Linked DNA regions of Oncorhynchus mykiss: region 1 is linked to region 2. A link is a contact called in public Hi-C data. All regions are on one chromosome and are shown on one strand. The core of a region is the stretch at or near the end of the contact, and the rest is flanking DNA. Distances in the headings are between cores, read along the strand shown.

Region 1 (3,808 bases), core at 97-2,596, 280 kb before region 2:
TTAAATAGTCATAACTATCACGACTGCTAAAACGACGTGTCCTTAGCATCAGATACACAGTGATCGCAGATAGAACGAGCCATATATTTCACCGGATGTATAAATGTGAAGCATCCGGTTAGCGTTTCCGCTCACTACCAAATATGGGGATGAGAGAAAGACCAGCAGTCGGCAGTGGGAGACGATAGAGCGAGGTGGATTTTGACCGGAATTCTTCAGATTATCTCAACGATGAAACATTTGATCTCCATACAGTTTTCAGTTTCCAAAACTAGAATCTGTAACAAACAGAGTGGACAGCGTTTTGTAGACGTTACCTTTCGCCAAAGTATTTTTAAAAACAAAATCGTTTAGGAGGTCAAGGGCGAATTGAATTACTAAACTTCACATAGTAGGTGTTCCGCCCCACCCTCCTTCTTCTTTGGTGTAAGAGCTTTTGCGACAATTACGTGTGCATTCCGCCACCTACTGTACAAGTGGAAAATAAAGATCCGAAAGGGAAAAAATGCGGGGTAATTATTAAATAATATATATATATATATATATTCCATACAAACTATCAATAACGAATTTTTTAAAAACTAAATCAGCCTGCGTTTCTGTTTTAATCAGGTCCCTACACAGGCCCAGAAGGATCCTGTGATGGCTGGACATTTCCTGGCGACAATAGTCCTTGCAGTGCTTCTGTGGTTAAGTCTTGGAGGCCCAAAAACTTCTCAGCTGCAGATATAATGATGTCTGCTTTCTTGGACTTCTTGGATGGTACAAAATCCACCTTCTTCACAATAAGTGTATCCAGACCACTTGATTGAGATATACAATATCTTATTCAGAACTCTCTTCACCGCCTCCACATAGGAGATTTGCTGTACAGCCCTGATCCTTGACACCTCAACCTCTTTCACTCTAACAGGGCACTCAGGGAATTCGGAAATGTGATCCCCGTCACAGTTGCAACATTTTACATTCAACTACTCCTGATTGTCAATGTCCAACGGGACGCCAGAGATAATACCTTTAACTGGTGCCCTGCTCCGACAATCAAAGCTGTCCACTTCCTGCGTTGATAACTTTGCGAGCCTCAATGCACGCTCCTTTTGCTCTTTTGATATATACAAGATATCAACACCATACCGCTCCTGGTTACTGTTTCTGTATGATATGTTAGATTAAAGAATAAAGTTCAATAGCCATGTTCAAGTATTGTACAAGTCCCTACATAGGGGTCAGGGGAACAGCCCAGCTAGTCGATTACCTATCAACTAAACTCCGTAGCATCATCCTTTTCAATAGAAAGTGCTAACGTAACAGCACAACATTAAGTTCATAGCAGGCAAGTCATAACAAATGAAAATACATTACATTTTCTTTTTACTTCAGTTGTCGTCTGCCTCTTGTTGTTGTTGTATTTAACAGAGGACAGGTTAACACGGTCCCTTGCTTACAAAGTAAGCCTGTCTCGTGGCTTACACAGCCGATCTACCCGTGAGTAAGGGCCACGGCTGGAGAGCTTGTAGAAGCCTCACCCTCAGTTGGCTCATGTCTCAATTCTGCAGCCCTTGCCCTTAGGCCTGGGACTGTGTATGAGTGTATGGAGTGTTCTGGTTCGTTGTCTGCTCGGCTACGCGCAGATCCACCCAGTTGCAACGATAGAGGGAGCCACCGACATCCACCAGGTAAGAACATGGTGCAACTCTCTGTAGTAACGTGCCCATCCTCCAAAGTCCTGTGTGGTCTCCCGAGAGCAGTTTCATCCTTATCGTTTCACCTTCAGCTCTGGTAGGTCTCGAGCATTCCAGTCGTAGAAGCACTTAGCGAGCTGCTTTCCATGATGCAGGGCTCAAGTAGCTTGTTGGCTACGGGGATGGTAGTCTCACATGTCTGGACAGAAGGCGTTGCGCTGGGCTGCTGTCCATGTTTTCGGTGGGTGTGTTCCTCCACTGTAAGATGGCTTTCCAGGGGTCGTTGCTGTCACGCAAGGCCTTGCGTAACAAGGTTATCCCATCGAGGGGCCTGTCCACTCCTCTCTGATCTCATGGGGAACTTCCAGCTCTGGCGGTCTTGTATAGTGTGGCACGTAGTCTCGAACCCACCACCTGCCCCGACGAGGCTCATCATGGTTCTGGGCTAGTATTCCCCCCCTTTGTGTCTCGGGACCCTCCCCACCAGCGGTTGGTGTCCGAGGCACAAACGAAAAGTTTGGACCCTTTGTACGAGTTGTCAGCTGCCACGTTATTAAATTGGCTGTAAACCTTTCAACCAAATTTCCTGGTGTTTGTGCTTCAAAACACTCAGTGACTGTCAAGGTTTGTCCCTCACCACAGCGTCCGCGTGTGGCAACCGTTCCAATACCTGCGAACTGAGATGAGGATATCTTTCTGCGATATCGCACAGCGTTTCACTAGTGGGACATATCAGGTCAGTTGCCGGACTGGGAAGCAGAGTACATTCTGCACGTTCATGCTTTTATTCCTGAGATGGCCGCAGTGCTTGCGGAAGTGTCCGAAGGCCAGAGTATCAGCTACAGTATTGCACGACTCCAAGGAGGAAGGTTGCTCATTCACAGAGACTGTTGGCTCAAAAAGCATGAAAATAATGATCAATCAGGTTTGCTGATTGAATGTGACGAGATATCGTAATATCTCTTTGGGTCAGATTTTGCACCACGAGGTTTCGAAAACGTATTTTTCCGAAGGGGTGTTGACAGATACCTCTCGTGGATGACTGTGTTGCAGCTAGCATTAGGAGAAGACAGTGTGGTCAGTAGAGAAGGCACTGTGACCTGTGACCATACTTGGTTGGTTTTCCAATCCATTAGTGGCAGTAACCGATCCATCTAGTCTGCTCCAAGTAGCATGGGTTCAGATTCGAGTCTGGTAACATACACAGGGCAAACAAGCTAAAAGTCCTGGAAGTGCGGTTTTAGCATGAGTCTCAACGTGAGATGTGAGGTAGTCTGAGTGAAACCTTGAAATGTAGTGTCGCATAGTTCCGTTTTTAACCAACGTTTAGCTGGCTTCAAAGCCCTTTTGAGATCATTGAACAACGTTTGAAAGATGAGCGACATTGTTGAGCCCGAATCAATTAGCGCATCACAGGTTAAGCAGTCCTTCAGGACTGTTTCCAGCTATGGGCTGTTTGAGTTGCGTTTTGTGGTCGTATTCCCCACAAAGTGGAGTGGTTGTTTGCAACTACGTGATGTGTCATTTGTGTTCATGGTGAAGACAGATCGACTAATCAGGGTTTGAGTGGAATTGGCTATTGCAATGTTTTTGACCTTTCACTTTGCAACATTTGTGTCGGAGTCTATAGACAAAGCCTGTGGGCCTGTTCTTTGATCGAGCGGGCCCTGGACAGGGTCTTGAGTAAGAGCGGGAGTAATTTGATTGTTGACGTCCTTGCTAAGGGTGTTAATTCTGGCGGACCACTTGTCCTGCAATTCATGACTAGTCATTGTGATTTATCTTTTTTCCTTTTCTCAAATTGTATTACTTGGGGCTCGGGCCAATTGTGGCTACTCTCTGGCAGATGATTACACGGGCTGCTTTATATAAGTAACATTTAGTTATTTCTTTATTTTTCCACATTTTCTCATTGTTTCTGTGATCAAAAAATAAAATTAACATTTTAATAAAATTCTTTAAGAGTCCTGTTAAGTAGTATTTTAGTATTTTTAAACTTTGTGCAAGCTGATAAGCATTAAAAACTTTGTGGATGGGGCCTCCTGGGTGGCGCAGTGATCTAAGACACTGTATCACAGTGCAAACTGCATTGCTACAGATGCTGAGGCGACACACAATTGGCCCAG
Region 2 (4,127 bases), core at 405-2,904:
AAAAACAACATTTTAAAAACAATGTAGGCTGAATTAAGTCCCAAATTCCAATTGAGCAAATAAAAGTAAATTGCACAAACCTGTTAAACTTCAGCATAGTCTCCAGAGTCACCCAGCCATCATCGAGCTGCAACTGTTCTTTGAGGAACTTGTCTCTTGGAAGGTTGTGATCACCAAAGTAGTACTTTGAAGATAAAGAAAAACATGTCAATCAGGGATGACCAGCATTATCCAGGTTAGCTGTCATTATAAAACCACCAGCTTTGGTTATACAGCTACAGTAGAATACATTTTGCTATGACAATATACCTCAATCTGTCTTGCCACCTTCTTCTCAAGTTCAGACATAGCTTGATTTTCTGCCATGATGTGTCTGAAAAAATAAAAGTCAGACAATTACTAGATCAAAATGTGACAAATCAACAAGCAACAGTAACCAAATGGGAAATGCTTTAGATACAAGTACTAGCCATGTCAGCTAATTACACAGCGGACATGTATGCGCAAGACGTATGCATTGAGAAAAGCTTTTGCTTAAGCTCCGAACACACCAGCAGTTTTTTGCGAGAAATAGTACGCAGCATCATATGGATATGTATTTTTTTTATTTAACTAGGCAAGTTAGTTATGCACGCAACAAAAGTTCAACATTCACATTGTGCTACCATTTCTGTCAAGCCCTCTACGCATAGTTTGACGCATACGTTCGATAAATCCAACATATGCACCACGCCCAACGCACTGCAACGCAAACGCAGCGTTTCATTGGACATTAATAATGTAATTCTGGTGTACCAAAATGCAACAACACTGTCGGTGTGATCGAAGCGTTACCCACGTTCACACTCCTGGCTAAAGACAGTCATGTTACCCAACCTACCAAGCAATATATAATGCCCATACTGTATGAAGTACTTTGGTTTACTAGTAGTTACAGTAACAGCCTCAATTCAAACAAGTACATTACCTAAAAGGGCAGTTTACACTATGATGCAGTTTACAGTGAGTCCAACGCGTACTTACATCAAAGATGAACTTACACGGACAAGATATTCGAGTGACAATTCTAACAATGGAAATACATGTCCTCAAATATGGGAGGCAGGCAGGCGGCGATATCAGTTGGGTCCATTCTAGCCAACGAGGGCAGATAGTTCTGCCTGTTGTTCACACGCCTCCGATATAATGTCGTTTTTCAAAGTTGCCGAAATGCCACGTGCGACCACTTAGATCAGTGGATTATTAACAAACTAAACATTACGAAAATTATATTTTATCAAATATGCCTCGCGTAGTAAATTACCAATTACATTTGTTGTTGACCAAATTCGACATTCATTGACCTCAACACAAAAATTATTCCTCACTTCGTTGTCTTATTTTCGTGAACCGATTTTAGGCAGAGTAGATGATCTCGCTTCGCCTCTTCCTCTCTGGCTACACGAACTGTGCTAACTCGTTAGCTTGCTAGCGATCAACTACTTATTTTCTCCACAGGCCTCAAAAATACAAGATAGGGCGGTTCTTTACCAAATAAAATGAATTGTATATGAATATCTACCGCTGTTAAATTGTAACAGATTTACTTACTGTGATAAATTGACCTGCTACCTGCAGAGATGCTGGTTCTTCAGAAGACTTTCTACCACACTACTAAATCAAGTTGGCAAGCAAGCACGTTCTACGGAGAATATTGAGGGCCAAAACAAATTGCTTTCTGGACTGCAGCCGGGGCTACAGCGCCGCCTGACTGCTGCGGAAGTACCTTATGGTCAAAGGTTTTGGTAAATATTGTATTTTTATTTACACGTGTTAATTGATTTGTTAGAAAATATTTGGACAGTAGGTAGAATTCACACATCACACTCTACGAAATCAATTAACATACAACCACCGCATCTATGTGCACCATCTTGTAGATGGACGTTACATTTATCAAGTAAAATCGGGTGCATGAAGCGCATCAATCAGCCACAAAACAGTTGTTTTAGTTCATCATTTTTTTTAAACATTCAGAATCCGATGTCACCACATTTGAAAACGGATTAATTGTGCATACCCCAAACCCTAAGATTTAGATGTAAGGTTGATACCCACCTGGTGACATTTGTGCTTCAAGTGTAGAGATTTGTTTAAAAACTGTGCATTTGTGCATATCAGTGCTTTATCAGGTTAGCCAGTATAAAAGTACACAAATGGTAGTGTTAAAGTGCATGAGAACCAGTGTTAGAAGCCATTCAATGTAAGTGGATTGAAAATTATGTGCTATTTTTGTAATATTAAACCAGCAGCAGTCATTTGTCACTGAACATTTGTTTTTGGCCAAATGGTTATAAAGATGCTCTAAATAATGTAACTTTTTGTATAAAGATTCTTAGCACCTGTCACACATGATCAGTATGGAACAAATGACTTGTATCCATGGGATTTAGTTGAGGTTTGTTGTAAAAGTACATTCAAAGACACAACACACTGTAAATCCAAATGCAGCCCTGTGCTTGCTGAGCTGGGGGGGTTTCCCACAACCTCCCAGGTGTCCAGCTCCGGGTCATACTTCTCAATGCTCTGCAGATACGTCCCCTTTGAATAGGAATATCCCCCAGTCACATAGATGTAGACATTGATCACTACAGCGCCACACTCCATCCTCTCCTTCATCATTGACAACTGCCTCCACACATCTCTCTCTGGATCTCATCCTAGTCTGTCCTCCCAAGTACAGCTTGTTGTTCAGAGAAACAGAGCACAGGCCATACTCTGAAGATATAAAGACAGATTTAGATTTCCTGACTAAATATATTCCATACAAATGAAAATATATGCCCATTTCCTTTGAAACGTGTCATACCTAGATGAGTTATTGTGACAATGATCCACTCATTGATGTCTGGCTTGTAGGCCTGAATTTTTTCATAGGTGCTACCTCCTCTGGTTCCATAGTGGCCCCCGGTCACAAATATTGTGCCATTTACGACACAAGCAGTGGAATTTCCTACACCTTTCAAAGAGGAAACCTTTTATCAAGAAGAGTGAACAGCGGAACACGGCAAAGCAATAATGATTTCATTAGTACTCGTGAAATATTGTTCATGTTATTTAAATGTGCAGAATAACTTAAATCATTATTTATAGGTCAATGGCTGAGAATCAGTTGCCCAGACAACCATGTAAAACGGACAAATTCAAGACACAATGACAGTGCAATAGAGCAACACAGGCTTACATGTTCGCCTAGGAGTCTTCTCATTGTAACAAACTCCTTTCTGTATAGTTGCTCTATTTATGTTTTCATACTTTGAATCATGTTGGCTGTAGGGAATCATTTATTTTTTAAGGGGTCATAGAATTCAGTCTCAAGTTGAAAAACTCCCCCTCTGTACCCTCCTATAGCATAGATAAAGCCATGTCAAGCCACAGAACAGTGGTAGTATCTGGCAGTGATCATGGGGCATCCCTCTGTCCACTCATCGAAATCACCATTATAAATCCAAACTGTGTCGAGGGCTTCAATAGTGAACATGACTTTAAAAATAAGAGTGGTGAGCTGACAAAGCTGCCTTGTGACAGTGAAAGACTTGTCCTGTGGCCCATTGTAGGGTGATATGTGTGAATGTCACCTATGTAGAATTCTTTCAGCGCATCCAATAGCTCATTCGGCTGCCGCAAAAGTCATAAATATAGCTTTATTTTCCCCTGTCAGACATGATGGCTAGAAAATGAAGAGAACGTCAGCATTTACTTTTGGGGTGTTTATTTCTGGTGTCCCATTAATTCAACAAGCCTGAGAACATTTGAAAAAAAAACTAAAATCTTACAGCATTAAGGTTAAACGGCATATACAGTGCCTTGCGAAAGTATTCGGCCCCCTTGAACTTTGCGACCTTTTGCCACATTTCAGGCTTCAAACATAAAGATATAAAACTATTTTTTTGTGAAGAATCAACAACAAGTGGGACACAATCATGAAGTGGAATGACATTTATTGGATATTTCAAACTTTAACAAATCAAAAACTGAAAAATTGGGCGTGCAAAATTATTCAGCCCCCTTAAGTTAATACTTTGTAGCGCCACCTTTTGCTGCGATTACAGCTGTAAGTCGCTTGGGGTATGTCTCTATCAGTTTTG

Evidence for each region. A called contact is a pair of places that touch in the nucleus more often than the background predicts.
Region 1: a contact with region 2 is called in a Hi-C map of liver, with 4 times the contacts expected there. The contact joins the promoter of dcaf17 here to the promoter of ccdc173 in region 2. A contact is called at or near these places in 2 of 3 Hi-C or Micro-C datasets (blood and liver).

The regions. Positions count from the first base shown.
Region 1 is chr3:49,355,064-49,358,871 of USDA_OmykA_1.1, reverse strand. dcaf17 (DDB1- and CUL4-associated factor 17) reads right to left here and starts at 1,346. Exons shown (of 14, transcript XM_021597155.2): 1 at 1-1,346. It overlaps LOC110520100 (serine/threonine-protein kinase tousled-like 1-B), which reads left to right and starts at 1,424. Exons shown (of 22, transcript XM_036974411.1): 1 at 1,424-1,676. The coding sequence starts at 1,592.
Region 2 is chr3:49,072,697-49,076,823 of USDA_OmykA_1.1, reverse strand. It overlaps ccdc173 (coiled-coil domain-containing protein 173), which reads left to right and starts at 1,654. Exons shown (of 9, transcript XM_036974384.1): 1 at 1,654-1,784. The coding sequence starts at 1,769. It overlaps LOC110520093 (lupus La protein homolog B), which reads right to left and starts at 1,731. Exons shown (of 12, transcript XM_021597130.2): 1 at 1,591-1,731; 2 at 310-373; 3 at 81-184. The coding sequence starts at 366.